Regions from separate parts of the Mus musculus genome. Here region 1 is linked to region 2. Evidence: chromatin contacts called from public HiCAR-type data. All regions are on one chromosome and are shown on one strand. Each heading gives the region's core, a stretch centred on a gene start, on an enhancer-like site or on the middle of the called end of the contact. The rest is flanking DNA. Distances are from core to core; before and after follow the strand shown. Region 1 holds the start of Efcab11 (EF-hand calcium binding domain 11). Region 2 overlaps Foxn3 (forkhead box N3).

What was found. HiCAR-type assays count read pairs that join an accessible place to other places.
Region 1: a contact with region 2 is called in a HiCAR-type map of astrocytes, with 4 times the contacts expected there. The contact joins the promoter of Efcab11 here to the enhancer-like site in region 2. A contact is called at or near these places in 5 of 39 promoter capture datasets (cranial neural crest, embryonic stem cells, frontonasal cranial neural crest and 2 more), 1 of 484 Hi-C or Micro-C datasets (bone marrow-derived macrophages), 9 of 115 datasets of contacts at active chromatin or transcription factors (astrocytes, bone marrow-derived macrophages, cardiomyocytes and 6 more) and 4 of 9 other capture datasets (adipose tissue, embryonic stem cells, liver and 1 more).

The regions. Positions count from the first base shown.
Region 1 is chr12:99,879,824-99,885,547 of GRCm38.p6, reverse strand. It overlaps Efcab11 (EF-hand calcium binding domain 11), which reads left to right and starts at 2,106. Exons shown (of 6, transcript NM_030172.2): 1 at 2,106-2,266; 2 at 2,691-2,786. The coding sequence starts at 2,192. Tdp1 (tyrosyl-DNA phosphodiesterase 1) reads right to left here and starts at 1,030. Exons shown (of 16, transcript NM_028354.5): 1 at 996-1,030.
Region 2 is chr12:99,213,934-99,219,688 of GRCm38.p6, reverse strand. All of the region lies in intron 4 of Foxn3 (forkhead box N3), which reads left to right. Among named protein-coding and RNA genes, the nearest start is that of 4930474N09Rik, 54 kb to the right of the region's middle. Within about 2 kb of position 3,663, at least 38 of the 459 cell types and tissues checked have an H3K27ac peak or open chromatin away from gene starts, as enhancers often do. A contact at or near this core is called in astrocytes, embryonic forebrain and forebrain, where this site is marked.

The DNA.
Region 1 (5,724 bases), core at 857-3,356, 670 kb before region 2:
TACTCCTCAGACATTTAAGACAGAGGCACCAGATTCTTCCAAGGTGGTCCTTCCTCTGAGCCGGGAAGTAAGCAGAATTGAGGTCGGGGATAAAGAGTTAATAATATAAAGCTTCTATCCTAGACAGGTTTAATTTCAGGGTGAAAGGCACACATTAACACATAAAAAGCCTAAAAGTCAAGATGACTACAGATGCTCACTACATTTTACAGGGATAACTTTTCTTTGGAATCATTTGTGGCATAGCATGAGACCTGGGAGGGAAAGGAATCCGCGGGCTAAAAGGCAGTCGAGAAACATTCCAGACAGATGGAATCCAACCTGCTGAAGGCCAGGAGGAGGTAGCTAGGTTCTAACTGTAACACAGGAATGGTCCAGAAAGAAGGGGTGGGGACAGTAAGGCAAGTTAAAAGCCGAATTTTATTCTAAAGACAATGGGACTCCCAGTGAGAGTGCCTTGGCCCGTCTAGTCTTTTAAAATGATCATATGTAACACAACTTTGTGCACACGTGGCGATAAGGACGCTTCTGCAGGAGCTGGGCTGTGGGGTGCTGACGATGGTCAAGGAGCAGTAATTTGGGGGTACAGTAAGCAAATCGTAAAGCTGCCAACGTTCCCCGAGCGCTCAGCTCTGCCCAGACACAATTCCAAGCGTACAGACTCATTTCAACCTCAAGACAGCCCAATATCACGGCGGTGTCCCTGGTGTGGAGCGTGGTCCACGGAGGGAGCGAAGGCCAGCGGCTCTGCAGCGCGTCCCAAGGGTTAGGAGCGCAGGGTCCGGGGCTCCCGGGACTCAGAGCGGAGGAACCCTGCCCAAGGACCCCGGCCTCGCCGCTCTCCTCGCGGTCCTCACCGAGCCCTGCTGGCCTTCCACTACCACATCTGATGGCAGCGGCCATCGCGCCGCCATGAGGAGGGCGGGCGCAGAGTTACCGCCGCCGCTGCCGCCAGAGCCCGCCCCGAGCCGGCGCCCGCAGCGGCAGACACCTACCTGACCCGCCAGGCCGCCGCCGCCGCCGCCGAGACTCCGCCCCGCGGCGCGCCCGCGCATGCGCGCAGTTCAAACTCGCCGGCGCCGCCGCCTAGCTAGCCAGCCGCTTCCCCTTCCGGAAGCCCCCCACTGGGTCCTAAAGACAGCCTCATTTGCCTGAGACCAAGAGGACCAGAAAAGAGCCGAATGAACGCCTCACTCTCTGCTAGTTTCCTGTTGAAAGAAGAGAGAAACAGAAAGCTGTGGTAGCTTCTCTCTCGAGGTTAATTTGCAAACAACGACTCCATTCTGGGGATGCTTTTAGGCAGCTTCAGGCTCTCAAGGCTAAGACAGCGGCGTGCTCTGGGAGATGGGTGAGCGGTAGAAAAAGACAGCTGCTTCAGACTTTAAAATCGACTGCTAGATAAAAAGTTAAATGAGCTCCCATCAGACTCAGAACCTCCTTTGAAGGTTTCTCCTTTGAAACGGTCATGTTCTTGTCAATCTCACTGATTTGCCAGAAGGGTAGAGGGTATTCCTCATCTTCTATAAAGATGTCTGGTATGGGATTCTTGTGCTGTTCCTTAAGTCAGCCTCACGTCAGGCATCGCCTTCCGGGGGGTTGAATAATCAATTCTGTGTAAACATTCAAAAAAACGGGACATTCCGTTTAATTGTCCTAGACACAGTGTTACGTGCCAGGGTTACCAAGAGGGCGAAAATAAACATAGTAGCTGCTCTGCGAAGGCCGTCCAAAGACTTGCAGTTTAAAAATGAATCTTGGTGTTCACTCATTATTTGTGTTTGTGTGCTTTTTTTTTCACATTCTTCGTGTGTCTCCTGCCAAATCTAGCAATGACACGGGTCAGAATAATCAAAAAGAGTTTATTGTAAATTTGGGAGAGAGCCTGAAAGCAATCAAAACGAGTTAAGAGAGCCCAGAGGTACCAGACCTCCCTTAAGACAAGAAAAATCGAGTAGGGGCGGGGCCAAGGTCTGGGAGCGGGCCTTGAGGCCCCGCCCCATCGTTAAACAGCGCCTTTAACCAATGACAGTACGAAATCAACGCCAGTGGCTCGGAGACTGACCAATGGGAGGAGACGTTGGAGTTGCGCGGCGAAGTTGAGTCCCAGCGGTGGTGGGCGAGGCCGCAGTGGCTGGTCTGTGTTCTCGCTGCAGCGGAGGAGACGCCTGGCTTGGTCTCCGTGTCGGTGGCGATGTTCTTGTCAGAGGCAGGCGCAAGGCCCCGAGCAGGCGAAGCCAGCGCCTCAGAACGCAGGAAATGGGTGAAAGTAGGTGTGGGAGCGCGACCCGAGTTCAGACTTAAGCCTGACCAGGGCCACTTCTGTCACCCCTCTTGGTTCTGGCATTGCTGCAGGACTCTGATCACTTCCCCGCCCACCACACTGTCCACGGATAATCACCTCGACCTCCTATCCGTCCCATCACCTTCCCAATCCCAGGACTGAGCTTTCGAGTACAGTTTATTCCAGCGGTTTAGAGGAATGGATTTGTCAGCCCCTTAAACTTGGTCAAGTTCCTTAAACTTTGGGGAGAGGGGACAGAGGGAAATCTTTAACTCGGCGGTTATATTGCTTGAGAATTAAAACTAGAGTACTGAAACTGCATTTTGAAAGCTCCACAACCAGGTTGAGTTTAAGATGTCTGTGTTTCTGGTTTCTGGCTTACTAACTGTAGATGTTTAATATTCCTTAGGTATTTAAAGCATGCGATGAAGACAACAAAGGCTACCTAAGCCGAGAGGACTTTAAGGTTGCGATTGTAATGCTGTTTGGGTACAAACCCTCCAAGGTTAGAACGTTTCCTCTCTTCCCCTCGTCTCCTTCTCTCTCCCTTCCTCTTCTCCCTTCTTTAGATGGGGCGGATAATGCTGTAGAAATGAATCCTAAGAAAACTGGCCAGGAATACTTTCTGATACCTGTAGAGCAAATCTCTGATTTATAAGCCTAAAATGCCTCCACCACCTAATTCCCCGCAAACCCCTCCCCCCTTTAAAGGCCCAAACAGGTGCAAACTAGGTATCTATGCCAGTAGAGGCAACAAACATCTCCACGAGTATTTATAAGAAATATAGGGTGGTAGAGAGTGGGAGTCTGGGAGGGGAAGGTGGTCTTGTAAGAGGAAGAATCCACCGGCTAGCTGATACGTATAGTAAAGTTTCTGGGTGGCTTTATTTAATTGGTAAAAGTAATATGTTCATACAGTCCACAAGATCCCTTCTCTTTACGCTAGACTGGGGTCCCACTTATCAGGGGTTAACCAGTTTCTTCTGTATTGTTCTACATACAGGTATAGGCACAATCTTCTACAGAAGTTCCACACTGTTTTATCTTAACATCCATTTTCCACTTAGCAACAAACCCAAAGCAAACCACATTACCATCTTAAAATACAGTTGTACAATATTCTCTTTAGCCAGTTTACCCTTTGTTGTTGTTTGGATTAACCTGCAAGCATTGTCTCAGTGATCATCATGTTACATCTACATACACCCATAGATCATGCCTTTTGTGGAATACATGCGCACATGTGCCTCTGGGTGTGTATGTGAGTGTGAATAAATCATGGATATGTAATTGCTGTACTTGGGAGCATTTGATAGATCAGGAATTCAAGGTCAATTTGGACTACACAATGAGACAACATTTTAGAACAATGACAAAGAAATGAAGATACCAAAATTCTTGGAAATATAATTGCTAAGTCTAAGGATGTACACATTTGACTTTAATTATCTTTCTTTTTTTCTTTTTTTAGAGAGGTAGGTAGGTAGGTAGGTAGGTAGATAGATAGATAGATAGATAGATAGGCAGGCAGGCAGGCAGGCAGGCAGGCAGGCAGGCAGGCAGGCAGGCAGGCAGGCAGGCAGGCAGGCAGATTGTGGCCCAGTGAGCTTCCTTAGGGTGGTTTACAGAAGGTGGGCACCTTATAGCCCCTCTGCCTTCCTTGGCAGGGTTTTGACAGGCCAAGTCTTGTACAGGTAATCACAGCTGTTGTGAATTCAATGGTGCAGAAACCATATGGTGCTCAGAAGCCAGCACTGCGTGTCACTACCCCCACTTCCTCTGATTCTTACTCTTTCCACCCTGTTTCTTCCACACGTTCCCTGAGTTCCACAAGTACACCCTGTGGAGGGTGGACTTGAAATACTCTGGCTGTTAGTTTCCCGAAAAGGCTGCACACCTCCTCAGTAATTAGACCACAGCTGAGCCCCAGTGAACCTTCTATTTTAGTATGATAGTTTCCTATTTACCCCTGTCTCTGTGCTGTTCTGCTTGCCTGTTATAAGCAGTTTAGAGACAGATCCATTCTTGTTAAGCTGCCGGACTGGAACTAATCAGAGTCAAGGCACTGTCCAAATACAAAAGAGTAAACCACAACCATCAAGCAGAAGTAGCACTCAAGTCTGCTTGGAATTCCCCCAAACTCCTCTCCCCAGAACTCACAGTTAGGGCTCTCCTGCTCCTCCTGAGTTGGGGTATCCAGGGACTCTGTGATACCCCATGTCTGTGCCCTTCGATGTGCTTAAATGCACCACAACTCCACCATAAATATATTCCCGCCCCCCAATACGGTTTGCAGACAGCTCGGGGTGGATTCAGAGTGGGTGGAGATTTTTAGCTCCTGAGAGGCCAGCTATGAGATCAGAGTGCTAGCCTGAACTGGCTTTGAAATTGCGGCAGCTCTGCTAACCTGCAATCATTTCACCTGGAGTCCCAAGGCAGGCGACCTGTGCAGGCTGTGGATGTTTTAAAGCATCGTATTTAACCTGGAAAGATAGCTTGTCTCATTTTGCTTTTTATCCCCCTTGAGTCTACTTATTTTAACTTTAGGCCAGGTAGAGAATTTTATGACAGGGACAGTGGTAATGTGCGTACGCTGGCTGAAATGTGACAGCTTTTACTTTGCGTATTGGGTTGAGGGTTTACAGGGTTTTTTTTAAAGTCTTTGTAAGGATTTACCGTATTTATGCGTATGGGCATATATGGGGGAGTTCGCGGCCATCAGAGGACAACTGATGGGAGTCTTTTCTTTCCTTTGACTATGTGAGTCTCGGGGTAACTCAGGTTACCAGGCATCACCTGCTGAGACATCTTACTGGCCCTCACATTTTATTTTTTAGGCTAATGATATACTGGTTATAGGTCTCTAAACAGTTAAGCCCAACCATAGTAAATCACCTATACACTTGCCAGGCATTTGCCTGAGAGGAGTTTTTATCAGAGAGGAAATGTCCAATGTATGCCTTCTCGTATTTTAAATTTTAGATTAGGTTCAGTGCTAGAGTTTCAATTTGGGGGGTGGGGGGGGGGTGAGACAGGGTTTCTCTGTATAGCCCTGGCTGTCATGGAACTCACTTTGTAGACCAGGCTGGCCTTGAACTCAGAAATCCACCTGCCTCTGCCTCCCAAGTGCTGGGATTAAAGGCGTGCACCACTACGTCTGGCAAGTTTCAATTTTTAATACAGTTTTTGAATATATAAAATACTGATTGGAAGTCAGCAAATTAGATGAGACATATAAAAAATTCCTATCACAGAATGTGTTTTGAAGAGTTAAATATGAATTGTTACTTTGAGCAACCATGACACCACAATATCATTTCATAAAAGACATATAATAACTCACTTATACATTGATGTTTGCACAATGAAATGTATTTAATAGTTTAATAAAAGGAGTATCTGCCAGCTGCTGGAGATGTAAAGGTGAACAAGTACAGTCTCTG
Region 2 (5,755 bases), core at 2,414-4,913:
GTTATTTATTGGTTGATTTTTCCAGATCCTGACATTGATGCTGCCAGTGCCATGATGCTTTTGAATTCTCCCCCTGAGATACAAGCAGGTTGTGAGTAGATATTTCTATAGCATACAGCACCACAGTTTGTGAACGTCACCTCTCATTTACATCCTAGGCCGTAGGAAGCACTAATGCTGACATAGCTCTGCACCTGGAGCATCCCCTTCAAAACTGAACATGCACATGCATGCACACATACAGCCACGCCTATGCGTGAGCCAGTGCAGAGGTATGCTTCGAGTTCTCACTGTCAGGACCGAGGAGATGAGAAAGGGACCCGCTAACCACTCCTGCTGGAGATGTCCTCCCACCCCCACCCCCCCACCCTCCCCCCGGCAGGAGTCATCCCCATGAGTCTGTAGGAGAGATTCCCTGGGCCATCATAGTGAGCTAAGCAGTACCCAGTTGTAAACTTTTTTTTTTTCCTGTCTAGGTCTTCAATAATATTAGGGTACATTCTGGAGAGTTTGGCCCGCCTATGAGTGGCTTGGCCTTAAAATGGAACCACAGTACCACATTGCATCACCTCTACCCTGCCTACTAAGTGGCCACAGAGAGAAGGGCAGGGCTGATGTAGTTTAGTAGGGCTCACGGAGCAGTGTTGACTTAATGATGACAGGTTGACAGGTCGCTCGTTGCCTTGCTTGGGCCTGACTCCCACCCACTGCCTGGTGTCTTTCCTTTCCCTTTCTCATCTTTATAGCTGACCTGAAGTCAAGATGTCTCCCCCGCCTCACAGCCTGAGGCCATTGCATCTGTCCATGCCCCACATCTGGCCAGAACCACACTGAGCCGAGAGGTGGTACACTAAGATCTGCGTGTCTTCTGTCAGGGTGCTGCTCGGTCACACGTGCAGAAAGTAACTTGACATGGCTGATCCTCCTGTGACACTGCTAGTGACTGCTCCCTACCTATCTTGCGCCTGTGACTATGTTTCCGGCTGGCGTGGAGCTCTGGCTTTCTGAAGATATCATTGCCTTCCAAAGCAATGAGAATCCCCCCACTTTGGAGACGGTGGCACTTCCCACAAGAAAACATCGCTCCCAAGATGCACAGTAGATTCATGGTGGAATGATAAGAATTCCAGACCCCTGTCCCGTCGTTTTTCTTTGTACCAATTTTAAAAGATCCAAGAGATATTGCCAAGTGAGCATATTCAGAGAGCCTGGCCCTGTGTCTGGGGCCACCCTTACCTGCCCTGACTGCAGAACACTCACTCCCCATTGCCAGCCTCCTTTTCCTGGCCTATGGAAGGCAAGGCTGCTCACACCTCCAGCCAGCCTACTCTACCGCTAAGCAGATAGCAGGTCACCTAGCTAGCCTGGAATGTGGCTCTTAAGTGTCAGAGGAATCTGTACTTAAAATCCATTCTTAGATGACATTTCAGGAAGAAATTATAGACTCCAGTGGTAATCAAGTCACAGGCTGCAAAGGTTCCTATGATAAGGTGGCATGACCTGTCTTAGTGGAAGCACTCAGATCTCTCAGAGCTGTGTAAATTGAAACCCCTTCCTCAGCTCGATGCCACTGTGTGCTGTGGGTATTACTTCATGTGTATGTACTTCAGATAGACTGGTCCCTAGGCTGAGAAGGGAATGGAGAGTCTAGGAAAGTCAAGGGGTGTGGAGTGAGCACTAAACAGATCTTCAGTGTCTCTCCTGAAAGTCTCTTATTCCTGGCCTCTTGACCACAGGTTGGGTTCTCCTGAATTGCTAACAGGATTGCTTTTTGATATTTCCTTGGCCAAACGAGCCTTTCCTCTCTCCATCCCTGTAACTCTCCAACTGTAATTCTCTTTCTGCAATATCCACAGTCCTATTTACGTCCAAGTGCCGCACTGAGTTTTAAAAGCGCTCATGTGTTAAAGGTGTGGATTCTTTTTCCATTCTTTCTAGGGTGGGGTTCCACGTCATCCTGGCTGGCCCCCAAACTTGCTGTGTAGCCAGGGATGACCTTGAACTACTTCTCCTCCTGCCGCCATTTCTCTGGCAAGCACCACCTTACCTTATGTGCATATGTGCGCTAGGGATGGAAACCAGGACTCTGACGGAGCTCTATTACCCAGCTCTGTAGGATCATTTTAGTGGGCTTTTTAAAAAGAAAGCTTTTACCAACATTCTGTGAAAGTGTAGCCACACCCTTCTCGAGGGCCCAGGCCAAGAAGGCTCTCCAGGGTCCTGGCAGGCACCACTGGGATGCCCATGAAGGTCACCAGAGGACACACTCAGAGACAGGAACAGCAGTGGGGACTGAGAACAAGAAGAGCGTGGACACTGGCTTCATATCTGCCTTCCCATCTGGAGGTCAAGTGTAAGCACAGTCAGTGGCAGGCTGCAGAGCCCCTAAAGATTGGAACCGTGCCATAGTTAGGGATCATGTCAAATCCATCATCTCCTAGTGGACACAACCAGAGGGAAGTATATCCACAGGTCTTTTTAGCCCATTCCAACTATAGCTTTATTTTCCTCTACATTGCCCGGTTGGGGTTGGGAGTGGTTTTGCAAGACTGGGTTTCCCTATGTAGCTGTCCTGGAGCTTGCTCTATAGCCCAGGCTGGCCTCAAACTCAGAGGTCAGCCTTCCTCGGCCTCCCAAGTGCTGGGATTGAAGATGCGTACCACTACTGCCTGGCAACGTTGCTGGTCTATTGCCTTGAGATTGGAGGCAGTGCCTCGATCCCTAAAGGGAGAAATCATACAGAGCCAGAATGATGACGATGCTGTCTCCCACCCTGCTACTGTTGCCCCAGGCCTAGGTATGAATCCTCAGTAAATGTATAAAGGCAACAGCCAGCCTCCATGATGGAGAACTGGCAGCGTGCATAGTGAAGCTCGTGGTTGTGTGTCCCTCTCTCTGTGGGTTCACACAGACCTTTTCCCATGGTCAGGAGCTGGCCAGCCTGGCTTCTGAGAACCCCATATGTTTTCTGCTGCTCTCTTCCCTGGGGCTGGGTGCTGTGACCAGGCTCTGTTTATAGAGCCTCCTCGCGCCTTGCTATTTATAGCTTCCTGCTTCACCCCTGAGCTGCCCCTCTGAGTGGCAAGCTACCCACCTCCTCTCCTGGCACTGTTCAGTCCTGGCAATTAACAGGCTAGCTTGGTTGCTAGAAAGGGCTCCCCCCACCCCGCTTTGTCATTGTGCTTTGTAGCCACTGCACTTCAGGTCACCAAGTGGCAGCCCCTTAGATTTCTTCCCTGTTTGGCATCCGAAAGTCTAAGCCAGGGCCAGCACACTGTCTCTAATGCTCAGTGAGTTTTAGAAAAGAGTCTGCCTGAGACGCTAGTGAGAACCCAGGAGCCCTGTGCCCCCTGCAGGGGTCGGACTGCAGTCCCGAGGGTCACCCCCTCTTGTTTCAGTTGTCTACTGCAATTTGCAGAGAGGCACAGTTAATTAAAGCCTTGGCTTCTAACAGTTCGTGCCCCTGGTGTCACTCAGTGTGTGGGATACATTCTGCAAGAAGGGCCATCGCGCGCAAAATGCCACTTCCAGAACAGCCAAGAGCATGGCTGTCTACTCATCTTACCTTCTGAAATCAAAATCTATCCACCTACTCCAGTCTCTCCCTAAAACGTGGTGGTGTAGACGGATCTCAGCTGCTCGCATCTCCTGAATCACCTGCCTAGTAGCTCCCTTGACAATCCTTATGAATCATCTTTAACCCCTGTGGAGAAACTAGGTCACCATAAGCCATCTCCAAAGGCTTATATAATCCTTGGTTGGAATTTTCCCAGAGACGGAACTCTCAATAATAAACAAAACAGCAGAATGGACCAAGAGGGGTGGGGAATGCTGTCTGGAACCGGGGTATATGTCCTTTATATAGGGCTCCACAGAAGAAAGACCACAGGAAACAGGTTGTGCCCTGCCTGCCCTGCCTGCCGTGACAGCCCTTCCCCAGCCTGCTTCCAAGCAAGCAGGTGGAAAGGGTGCCTTCAGGGGAGGAATGATGGCAGGAATGGCCTGCTGCTCTACTTATGGCCTCTCATAGTGTTAGCCAGGGCTGCCCTCCAATGGCAGAGCTGCAAGCTCCCTGCTGAGGTTAATTTTAGACCTTGCAAAGACTAAGGGAGATGCATATCAAAGAGCGAGGCAGGTGAAGTGCTGATGGCCAGCACAGTGTGCAGGAATGTTTGTTTTATGCCTCGGACCTTTCAGAACAGAAATGAGCTTTAGACCCTGGAAAGTGGCTCCGTCAGTAGTACTTGTGTGAGCACCTGAGTCCCAGACGTGGGGTTTGGGGTTAGGGAATACATGCCTGTAATTCTGGTGCTAGGGGGGCAGGGACAAGCAATCCCTAGCTCAATGGCCATCGAGTATGCACTGATCCATGCTGCTTCTCCCTGGCCAGGTGTGAGTGTCACAGTCTAGCTGATTTGAGAAGGCCTTGGAGACATTTAAGAAAACCAGTAAGTGCTGGGGAGTCTGGTGCTGAAGCCTGTGCAGTGGCTCCAGCAACCGTTCTCTTCTCCCGGGTTGCTGGGAGAAAAGATGGGAATGCTGTCGACCAGAAAGGGATGCTTAGACCTCTTCTACTGAGCACACAGAGTTAGAAGTTGCCTTCAAATGTGTATTTTCTTTAGTATTTGACTGAGCTGCCTCCTAACTCCATCTCAGAACGTGAGGTGATGGGTTGTGTTGGTCTTTGAATGTATTGATTTTTTTTTTTCAGGAGGTGCATAGTGAGAGAAGGGGTCTTAGTCAGGGTTTCCATTGCTGTAATGAAACACCACAAACAAAAAGCAAGTTGGGAAGAAGGGGTTTATTTGTCCAGGTCATAGTCCATCATTGGAGGAAGTCAGGTAGAAACTCAAGCTGGGCTAGAACCTGGAGGCAGGAGCTGATGCAGGGGCCATAGAGGGGTGCTGCTTACTGGCTTGCTTCATGTGGCTTGCTCAGCCTGCTTTCTTATAGAGCTCCAGGACCAACAGCCCAAGGATGGCGCCACCTACCATGGGCTTGGGCCTCCCCCATTGATCATTAATTAAGACAATGCCTTACAGCTGGATCTCATGGAGGCATTTCCTCAACTGAGGCTCCTTCCTCTCTGATGACTCTAGCTTGTGTCAAGTTGACACACAAAACCAGCCAGTACAGAAGGGAAAGAAAGATGCTAATTTTAGGCTAAGGGCAGGCGACTGGGCTCATATTCCTGCCTAGTGTTCAGTGGAAAAGGAGACGGCTCTCAATGCCTTTTTCCACAGAGCCATTGTGAACTGGCTGTGCCAGTTTCCAGAGACCTCATTCCTGACACTTGCGGGTGGGGACAGAAAGGAGAAGAGATGGAGGCACACTTAAGTGTCACAGCTGGCTCTTGGCAGCCAGTGAGCGGGCACATGCATGCTCACCATCTCAGTCTGGAGTGTGCTGCCAGTGAGGAAAACCAAGAAATGGCAGGGACTGGAGGCCAGACTCAGCAGCTCCCCTGAGAAGGAGGGCTGGGTTCAGAGGGTGAGCCACCTTACGTAAACGTTCCCAGGCAGTTTCAAATCTCAGGCACACATCTGCTACTGCTGCCAGGTTGCTTTGAAATGAATACAGCACATTAATTGGGAAGATGTGTATGTAGGGTTAGGGCTAGCTACCAAAGGCATAGTAGACTGGAAAGAATTGAATTTCCCCCATTAAACCGTGTGCCTTAGAGATAATTCACTGGAGTTTCTGGAGAGGTGATGTGGGCTGCTTGAAGGATAATGGGAGCAGAGTTGACATTAAA